Linked DNA regions of Oryctolagus cuniculus: region 2 is linked to region 1. A link is a contact called in public Hi-C data. All regions are on one chromosome and are shown on one strand. The core of a region is the stretch at or near the end of the contact, and the rest is flanking DNA. Distances in the headings are between cores, read along the strand shown.

Region 1 (4,088 bases), core at 11-2,510:
CACAGCACGGGCGTCTCACTTCCTCGTTCAGCTCCTTTGAAAACTGGAGGCTGCCGAAATGCACCTGGACGGAGGGGCCTTTAGCTATATGAAACGCACTGAGCAAATGCGCTTTATTCAATGTTTTTAAAGCTGTATTAATTTGAAAGGCAGAGCTACAGAGAGGGAGAGAGAGAGAGAGAGAGAGAGAGAGAATCTTGCATCCGCTGGTTCACTCCCCAAATGGCTGCAATGACTGTGGCTGGGCCAAGCCAAAGCCAGGAGCCAGGAGCTTCTTCTGGGTCTCCCACATGGGTGCAGGGGCCCAAGCACTTGGTCCATCCTCCACTGCTTTCCCAGGCCATCAGCAGGGATCAGACCAAAACTGGAACAGCCAGGACTTGAACGGGTGCCCCTATGAGATGCCGGCACCACAGTCCACAGCTTTAACCCGCTGAGCCACACCGCTGGCCCCTGTATAGACTGTGAGTTCCCTCTACCTCTTCCCTGCCTCAGGTCTCAACTGTAGCCGGGAGAATGTGGGCAGCCGTTTGTTTGAGAAAGTCCATCTCCACCTTTCCATGGGTCTCCTGCATGAACACAGCACGGTTCTCTCCAGCAGCAGCTTGCTCACTGCACAGCACACACACACACACACACACACACACTCCTCTTTTTATGCTTAGGGTGTCTCCAAGCTCTCTTACTTGCACGCATCCTCCAAAGTCAATATCATTAGTCTTCCTATGATGTTGGCCCCTTGTAGCGGGGCAGGGGAGGGCCCTCCTACCTTCCCCCACCAACTTCAGGCAGTGACGTTAAGGAAATAGGGGCGGAGGTTTGAGAAGGAGGCCTTGTTTAGAGATGGGAAGGATGCCTGCAGGGGCTATGAACCTGCTGGTCTGTGAATGGCTGTTCTGAAGGAAGGGCCAGGGCCCTCTGCAAGCTCACCACAGGTCTGGCCCGAACACCCATGCTGACTTTGCATAAAGAGGTACAAGGAGTCACCTCTCTACAAGATGCCGGATTTCCTCACCACGCTGGGAAAAAGCCATGGGGGGCTGAGACCCCACCCCAATTCATGCACCTGTCTGACTTTCTCGCTTGCTACGCTAGGAGCCATCAGAGGCCGGCACTTTGCCCTCCTGGAACAACGGAGGCTTCAGGGAGCATGCGTGGTCAACCGAGCTGCTCTTGGCAGAGACGCTGGGCCGGTCAGTGTGTCCATCTGTCTTGCTTCCTGCCCACGGAACGGATCGGCCCTGCTGTCCGCTGCTATTTATTGCACGAATCCTGCTGACGGCGCACTTCATCTGGGCTTTAGAGGCGCCAATCACTGGCTGTGCAGGAAGATACACTCCAGTTAAAAATAGGGCGGTGTAAGAATCCAACAAGTCCTCCCTCACTTCCCCGTCTCAAACGGGGCTTGGCGAGGGGCTCAGAGAACTAAGAGGCTCTGGAAGCATTTAGGGCTTCACAGGCAGGGTCGGAGGAAAGACTAAAAATGTGTCTGTGTTTGCTTTCTTGGAGTGGAGGAGCCAAGGGAGAGGGGGCCGGCCCAGACACGCCCCATCCCCTGAGGCAGGAGACAGACTGATGCCTGTCTCCTGCCAGTCAGGCATACTAAAAGCCAGAGGGGGCAGGTCACCTAGCCAGCGTCACACAGGAGAAGCCATCTGAGGTCATGTGTGACGCATCTGATGCCAACTTCTGAGCAGCAGGCAGTTCTTTTTTTTTTTTTTAAGATTTATTTTACTTATTTGAAAAAGTTACAGAGAGAGAGAGAGAGATAGAGAGGTCTTCCATCTGCTGGTTCACTCCCCAAATGGCCGCAATGGCCAGAGTTGGGACAATCCAAAGCCAGGAGCCAGGAGCTTCTTCTGGGTCTTCCATGCAGGAAGACCCAATGTCTTGGGCTATTCTTTACTTCTCTACTGCTTTCCCAGGCCATAGGAGAGAGCTGGATCAGAAGAGAAGCAGCCGGGACTCCAACCGGTGCCCGTATGGGATGCCGGCACTGCAGGCTGGGGCTTTAACTCACTGTGTCACAGCGCAGGCCCCCTGCCTTGCGGTTCTGGCAGAGGCAGCTACTAACCCGCTCCCACAGGTTCAAGGCCACGCCGACTCAGCCCTGACACTGCCTTGGTTAGCTCTCACCTTGACTGTGTTCTGAGAAGGACTTGGTGGTCCTTCCCACCCACTCCAGGATGAAATGGTTCTTGGTTCCTGAGAAGTCCACTAAGCACAGAGCCCAATACATAGAACATGCTCATTTAAAGCTGGTTTCTTCCCCCGTCCTCCCATCCGACCCAGTAAGCCAGTATCAGGGCCTGGGCACCTGCTCCCAGGCTCGCTAACACCTTCCAGTCACCCCCACAGACCACACCCTGCTGCAGGTCCCCGTCACGCCAGCCGCTTGCTTCCACTCTGTGTCTCGGTCACTGCCTAGAACTCAGTTTGTCTTCCTCCTCGGACTGATCTCTGTGCCTCACGTCTGTTCTCAGAGTCATCTTCCTTTGTGTCTGGCTTCAGCCCACCAGTGTCTGCACAGATTTCAGGTCTCTACTCCATCCGCCTGGTTCTGGGACTTGCTAAACAAGCCCTTCCTGCCACTGTTCCAGCCTGCTGTGCCAACTGGGTTGGAAGGCAGCCTGTGGTTACAGCTTGACTTTGCCAAGGCCAGGAGAAAGTCGCTGCTGGTGTTTCCATTTCTAAGGGACTTTCTCCCAAGAGCTGGAGAGTCCCGTGTCTGGGCAGCATGGAGCTTCCCCTCTCGCCACGGTTGCCACATTGAGGAAACACAGTTTGGATGCTGCCAACCATCTACACAGTGGGACCTCTGTGTGTAGGGCAAAGAGGGGCTCTTTGTCCCTTCTTGGATCTGCACTGTTTCTCCAGCTTCCTCTTTGGTCCGAGATCTAAGAGCTTCTCACTCTCTGGGCCACAGCGCAGGGAAACCTAGCACCGGGAGGGTCTCACTGTCTCCAGCTTGAGGCAAGAAGCCATGGGGGCTGGGGAACTCTTGAACTTGGCAGAAAGGAAGGTTCTCTCGCTCACCAGAAACAGGCTGAGAAGCCAGCGCTTCCAGGGTGGAAGTCACATTTGCTTCTCTAGTCTTTCAGAATGGAAAAATTGTTCGTGCAAGATGCTCAGCCCCTTCCAACATGCTCATGCTTAAACCGCCACTTCTAAAGGCTCAATGCAGTCTCTCGGGGGTACAGCAATGACTCCAGCATCTTCCTCTGCATTCATACCATTCCTCGTTCTCCAGTTCATTCCGGTATTTGCCCAGTACCATCCTGGGAGGGTGGACAGCGCACTGCCCGGGGAGCCAGCTGGTCATTTGATCTCCTTAGGGCACCTCCTGTGTGGGAACCCCCATCCTCACCGCAACTGGTATATCTTCAATGGTTCTCACCTCTTCTAGAAGAGAAACTGGGGCTGAAGTTGCCAAGTCACTTGTCACTCAATGTTAACACGTGCTGGCATGAGAACATTCTGGGTTCTGAAGCTCCAGGTCTTGCCACACCAATAGGCTACAGTGACTGCTCCTTCGCTGGAAGACTTACTCAGTCTCTTGTCAGTATGCATCCACCGCCCTAGGCCACGGGGTGTAGCAGTGAGCAAGACTGCATTTTGCCCTTCAGGAATTGCTATTCTAGCAAGAGAAGCACACGATAAAGATACACGAGGACACTTCAGAAAGTTTATGGAAAATTGAATTAAAGGGCCGGCATTGTGGTACAATGGCTTAAGCTGCCCATTTCAACACTGGCATCTCACATGGGTTCAGGTTCAAGTCCTGACTGCTCCACTTCTGATCCAGTTCCCTGCTAATGCACCTGGGAAAGCAGTAGAAGATGGCCCAGGTGTCTGGGCCCCTGTGACCACATGTGAGACCTGGAAGAAGCTCCTGGCTCCTGGCTTTGGCCTGGTCCACCTGGCCATTGTGGCCATTTGGGGAGTGAACCAGCAAATGGAAGATTCTGTCTCCTCTTTTCTCTCACTCTGGCTCTTCCTCTCTGTAACTCTACCTTTCAAATAAATAAATAAATCTTTTTAAAAATTATTTTGGTGCAAAAATGTCTTTGAGATTTTCACATGATTCA
Region 2 (4,343 bases), core at 553-3,052, 79 kb after region 1:
TGCGGGCCCTGTCTCTGCTCAACCTTGGTGTGGGCTGATGGATCCCTGTGAAGTCCAGTGAGACAAGAGACGGTGGAGGGGTCTACCCAGTGCTCCTCTGTCACAGGCTACTCGGCACGGGCAAGGCATAGGCGCTGGGTGGGAGAGAGAGGATTGAGTGTGTGTTCTGTGTCAGGCAGGCATTGTGCTAGCCCAAAGTCTCGATAATCCCAGAGGCGGATACACACTCTCCCTCTTTTTAAGATTTAGTTATTTATTTGAAAGAATTACACAGAGAGAAGGAGAGGCAGAGAGAGGGCGGGGGAGAGAGAGAGAGAGAGAGAGTCTGGCCCTGAAGTTTGTATCATCTTGGCCCAATATCATTACACAAACCATTCTAGTTAAAGGGAAATTGGGAAATGCAGTCATTAGCTCAGTTTCTAAGTATGCAGTAAACAATTTCTATTACTATAAAAAAAAAAGGGGGAGAGAGATATAGGGTAGGAGTCTGACCTCGTGGTTAAGATGCTGTGGTGTAGGAGGTAAGGCTACCTCCTGTTCATCTTCTGTCTCTGACAGTGCACAGCCCCAGACCTGCACATGTGACACCGATCATCACGGTGCTTATGGGATGCACTTGGCTCACTGGATCGAGATGTTTAAATGGAGCCAGAATGCGTCCAAAGAGCTGAGGGTGTAGACACTACGCCAAGCCTGCTGAGCGCGGAGCAAACCAGTGAGCGCCTTCCGGGAAGAGGCTTCCTGGACGTGACTGTTCCTGCCTGGCTTCCTAGCAGAACCAGGGCAGGGAGCCAGCCAGGGCTAGGGCTAGGGTGGGTGGTGTCTGAGCCACACTCACGGCCGGGAAAGCATGGCAGAAGCAGAGACCTGCCCACAAGGTCGTGTCCGGCCGCCGTCCATCCTGGCTGGGCTTCCTGGTACATTGCAGTCTCTCGCCTTTGGCCCCTGAGCTCCGAGCAGGCACATGGTCCAGGCACTGGATGAGTCCTTCTTTGAAATTTGGAAAATGTGGTCAAAGTAGGTGTGGGGACAGTGCCTCCTACTGTTTCCTGCCCCTAGATCCAAGGCCAGGGAGCTGGGTGCCAGGGACAGCCCGTTTCAACCCGGGGAGGGTGGGGAGCGCCAGCAGGGCTCTGTTCAGGTCAGGAAGCCGGGGACAGCGTCAGATAGGAAGCGCTGACCGCATCCTGGGGCTGGGTCTCAGGAAAGCAGGGACAGGAAGGAGGCAGCAGAAACCGCTCTGTGGATGTTGCGCAGAGGAAGGAGGTGACCCCAGGTCCCTTGCACCACATGCGGGCACCGTAATTGGGGAAGTGCGGGCTCCTCCCCCTGCCTTCAGAGGCGGGGCCGACCAGGGCAGGCCGCAAGGCTCTGAGGTTCTGCTTCTCCCCTGCCCGGGATGGGCTCCCAGTCGAGGGAAAGCTGTGCAGTTCTACGCACCCCGTGCCTGTAAGCATGCATTCATGAACACACGTATTGAGCACCACTGGTGTCAGACGAGGCCCCGCTGGGTTAAATCCTCAGCTACAACACCTGTTTCCTCTTCTACACAGCTCCTGTGAGATGATACTTGGATTTTTCAGGCCAAGAACGGGCTCAGCGGCTTCCTGGAGCCATGTGATTCCAGGTCAGGCTCCACAGATCCATTGGTCGGGACCCCTCCGTAGCCACAGGAGATGCAGCCGGTCCTGCCTTCTGGGAGAGACAGCTGTGGACTCAGACCGGCAGCGCGGGTCTCGATCCAGAGACCCTGCCTGCCCAGCCGGGAACGCCCAGCGACTGCCTTTCTCTCTGCGCTGCTCCCAGCCACAGATTCGCTTCCCGCTCGCGGTTCTGTGCCACGAATATTAGAAACTGCAGCGATAGCGCCCTCGTGTGTCAGGCACACCCTGCAGCTCTTTCTTACAACGATGTTCAAAGCAAGGCTGATCGTGTAACAACGCAGCACAATTCGAGAAAAAATAGACCCAAACACGGGCCCAGACCACACAATCCAAGCAGGCAACTCGCTGATACATTTCAAGGATAAAGTTCAGAAGGGCTTAAAAAGAAAAAAATCTGTGCGGACTGCGTGTTCTTGGAAAAGTGGTCCCGGATGTCATTTCTCTGCCTGAGCTTTAGATAACGCGAACACTGCAGAGTGAGAGGTTGCAATCTCTTGAAAGAAGCCGGTGTGCTGTCGATAAAAAGGAAGACGGTGTTTGTAATAACCACAGGGGAGAGAATAAGTCTCTTGAAGAGAATTAACCACCCAGACAAAGGGCTCCCGGAGTCCACGTGGTCTCAGCAGAGGCCGCAGTAAGGGGAGGCCTGGAAGCAGAAGCCCAAAATTGTTCCAGAGAACCGTTGAGGTCGTATCGTTGGATGGAAGTCACGATGCGCAGAGGCACAGAGGGGAGACTGTGTTTCACAGTAAAGCTTTAAATTCGGGGCCTAAGCTGCGGTATAGCGGATAAAGCCGCCGCCTGCAGTCCCGGCATCCCATATGGGTGCCAGTTTGAGTCCTGGCTGCTCCACTTCCGATCCAGCTCTCTGCTGTGGCCTGGGAAAGCAGTAGAAGATGGCCCAGGTGCTTGGACCCCTGCACCCATGTGGGAGACCTGGAAGAAGCTCCTGGCTGTTGGCTTCAGCCTGGCTCAGCTCCGGCCATTTTGGACAACTAGGGAGTGAACCAGCAGATGGAAGACCTCTCCCTCTCTGTGTAACTCTGACTTTCAAATAAATAAATCTTAAAAAATAAAAAAAGTTTTACATGCTGCCTGAGGACCTGCACTAGAGGAGCTGGCAGGCTCCAAACACGAAGGAAAGATAAGGAAAAGTCACTTGCCTGATGTGATCAGCTTATGCCTGGTGTATGTGTTGAAATATTGCCCTGAGCCCCATAACAATGTGCAAGTATTACCGGTTAATCCAAAATTTACAAAAATAATGTTTAAAAGGTCAAAAAATGGAAAATAAATAAATATGCCTTCTCCTCCACTGGAGAGAGAGAAACAGAGAGAGAGGGGGATAGAAAGAGAGACATTCCATCCGCTGGTTCACCCCCCAAATTTCTGCTATAATTGGGACTGGGCCAGGCTGAAGCCCGGAGCCAGGAACCGAACCTGGGTCTCCCACATGGTGGGAGGGCCCAAGCACTTGGGCCGTTTGCTGCTGCTTTCCCAAACACATTAGCAGGGAGTTGGATCAGAAGCAGAGCAGCCGGGACTGGAACCAGTGCTCCAATATTGGATACTGGCTCTACAGGCAGTGGCGTAACCTGCTATGCCACAATGCCAGCCCCTGAATCTGCATTTTAAACAATTACTCAAGAAACAACTGGAGATGAGCAATCTGCTTTAAACCAGGGCTGGGATATTTTTAGCTGGGAAAATAATTCAAGGCAGAGGCAGGCATTCGGTGCAGGGGTTAGGATGCCACTTGGGACAGCTGTCTCCCACATTAGAGCGCCTGGGTTTGTGTCCCAGCTCCACTCTGACTCCAGCTTCCTGATAGTGCACACCCTGGGAGGCGGCAGCTGATGGATCAAGTGCTTGAGCCCCTGCACCCATGTGGGAGGCCCGGATGGGGTTCCAGGCTCCTGGCTTCCACTGGGGCTGTTGTGGCCATCTGGGGAGTGAACCAGTGGATGGGAGCCCTCATTCTACTTGTTTCTTTCTCTCTTTTTTAAAATATTTATTTATTTATTTACAAGTCAGAGTTACAGAGAGAGAGGCAGAGAAAGAGAGGTCCTCCATCTGCTGGTTCACTCCCCAACTGGCCACAATGGCCAGAGCTGTGCCGGTCCGAAGCCAGGAGCCAGGAGCTTCTTCTGGGTCTCCCACGTGGGTGCAGGGGCCCAAGGACTTGGGGCCATCTTCTACTGCTTTCCTACCTTAGCAGAGAGCTGGATCGGAAGTGGAGCAGCCAGGACTCAAATGGTGATCATATGGGATGCCGGCACTGCAGGCATCAGCTTTACCTGCTAGGCCACAGAGCCAGCCCTTTCCACTGTTTTCCCAGGCACATTAGCAGGGAGTTGGATCAGAAATGGAGCAGCTGACACACAAACCAACACCCACATGGGATGCTGGCAGTGCAGGCAGTGACTTAACCCACTGTGCCGTGATGCTGGTCCTGCTCCACTTATGATCCGGAACAGACATTCTTACATTTGTTACCTGGAAACTAAGCACCATGGGACTGGAAATGGTGTAATCTGGAATCTGCTATATTTTGCTATTTTATGGTGAAAAACTTGGCCTTGGTCCCAGCAGTTGTCATGGGTGGATTCTGGGAGAACTCGGCAGCTCAAAGGTGACTGTAAAGGTGTGAGTTGTTTCTCTCCAGGAACTTAGTTCAGA

The links. Hi-C and Micro-C count contacts between places; a contact is called where the count stands out from the background.
Region 2: a contact with region 1 is called in a Hi-C map of embryonic fibroblasts, with 3 times the contacts expected there. The contact joins two enhancer-like sites. A contact is called at or near these places in 5 of 6 Hi-C or Micro-C datasets (ear pinna, embryonic fibroblasts, psoas muscle and 2 more).

Annotation. Positions count from the first base shown.
Region 1 is chr7:31,041,526-31,045,613 of mOryCun1.1, forward strand. All of the region lies in intron 1 of RCSD1 (RCSD domain containing 1), which reads right to left. Among named protein-coding and RNA genes, the nearest start is that of TRNAP-CGG, 27 kb to the left of the region's middle. Within about 2 kb of position 1,261, at least 3 of the 8 cell types and tissues checked have an H3K27ac peak or open chromatin away from gene starts, as enhancers often do.
Region 2 is chr7:31,119,734-31,124,076 of mOryCun1.1, forward strand. No RefSeq gene overlaps it. Among named protein-coding and RNA genes, the nearest start is that of RCSD1, 29 kb to the left of the region's middle. Within about 2 kb of position 1,803, at least 4 of the 8 cell types and tissues checked have an H3K27ac peak or open chromatin away from gene starts, as enhancers often do.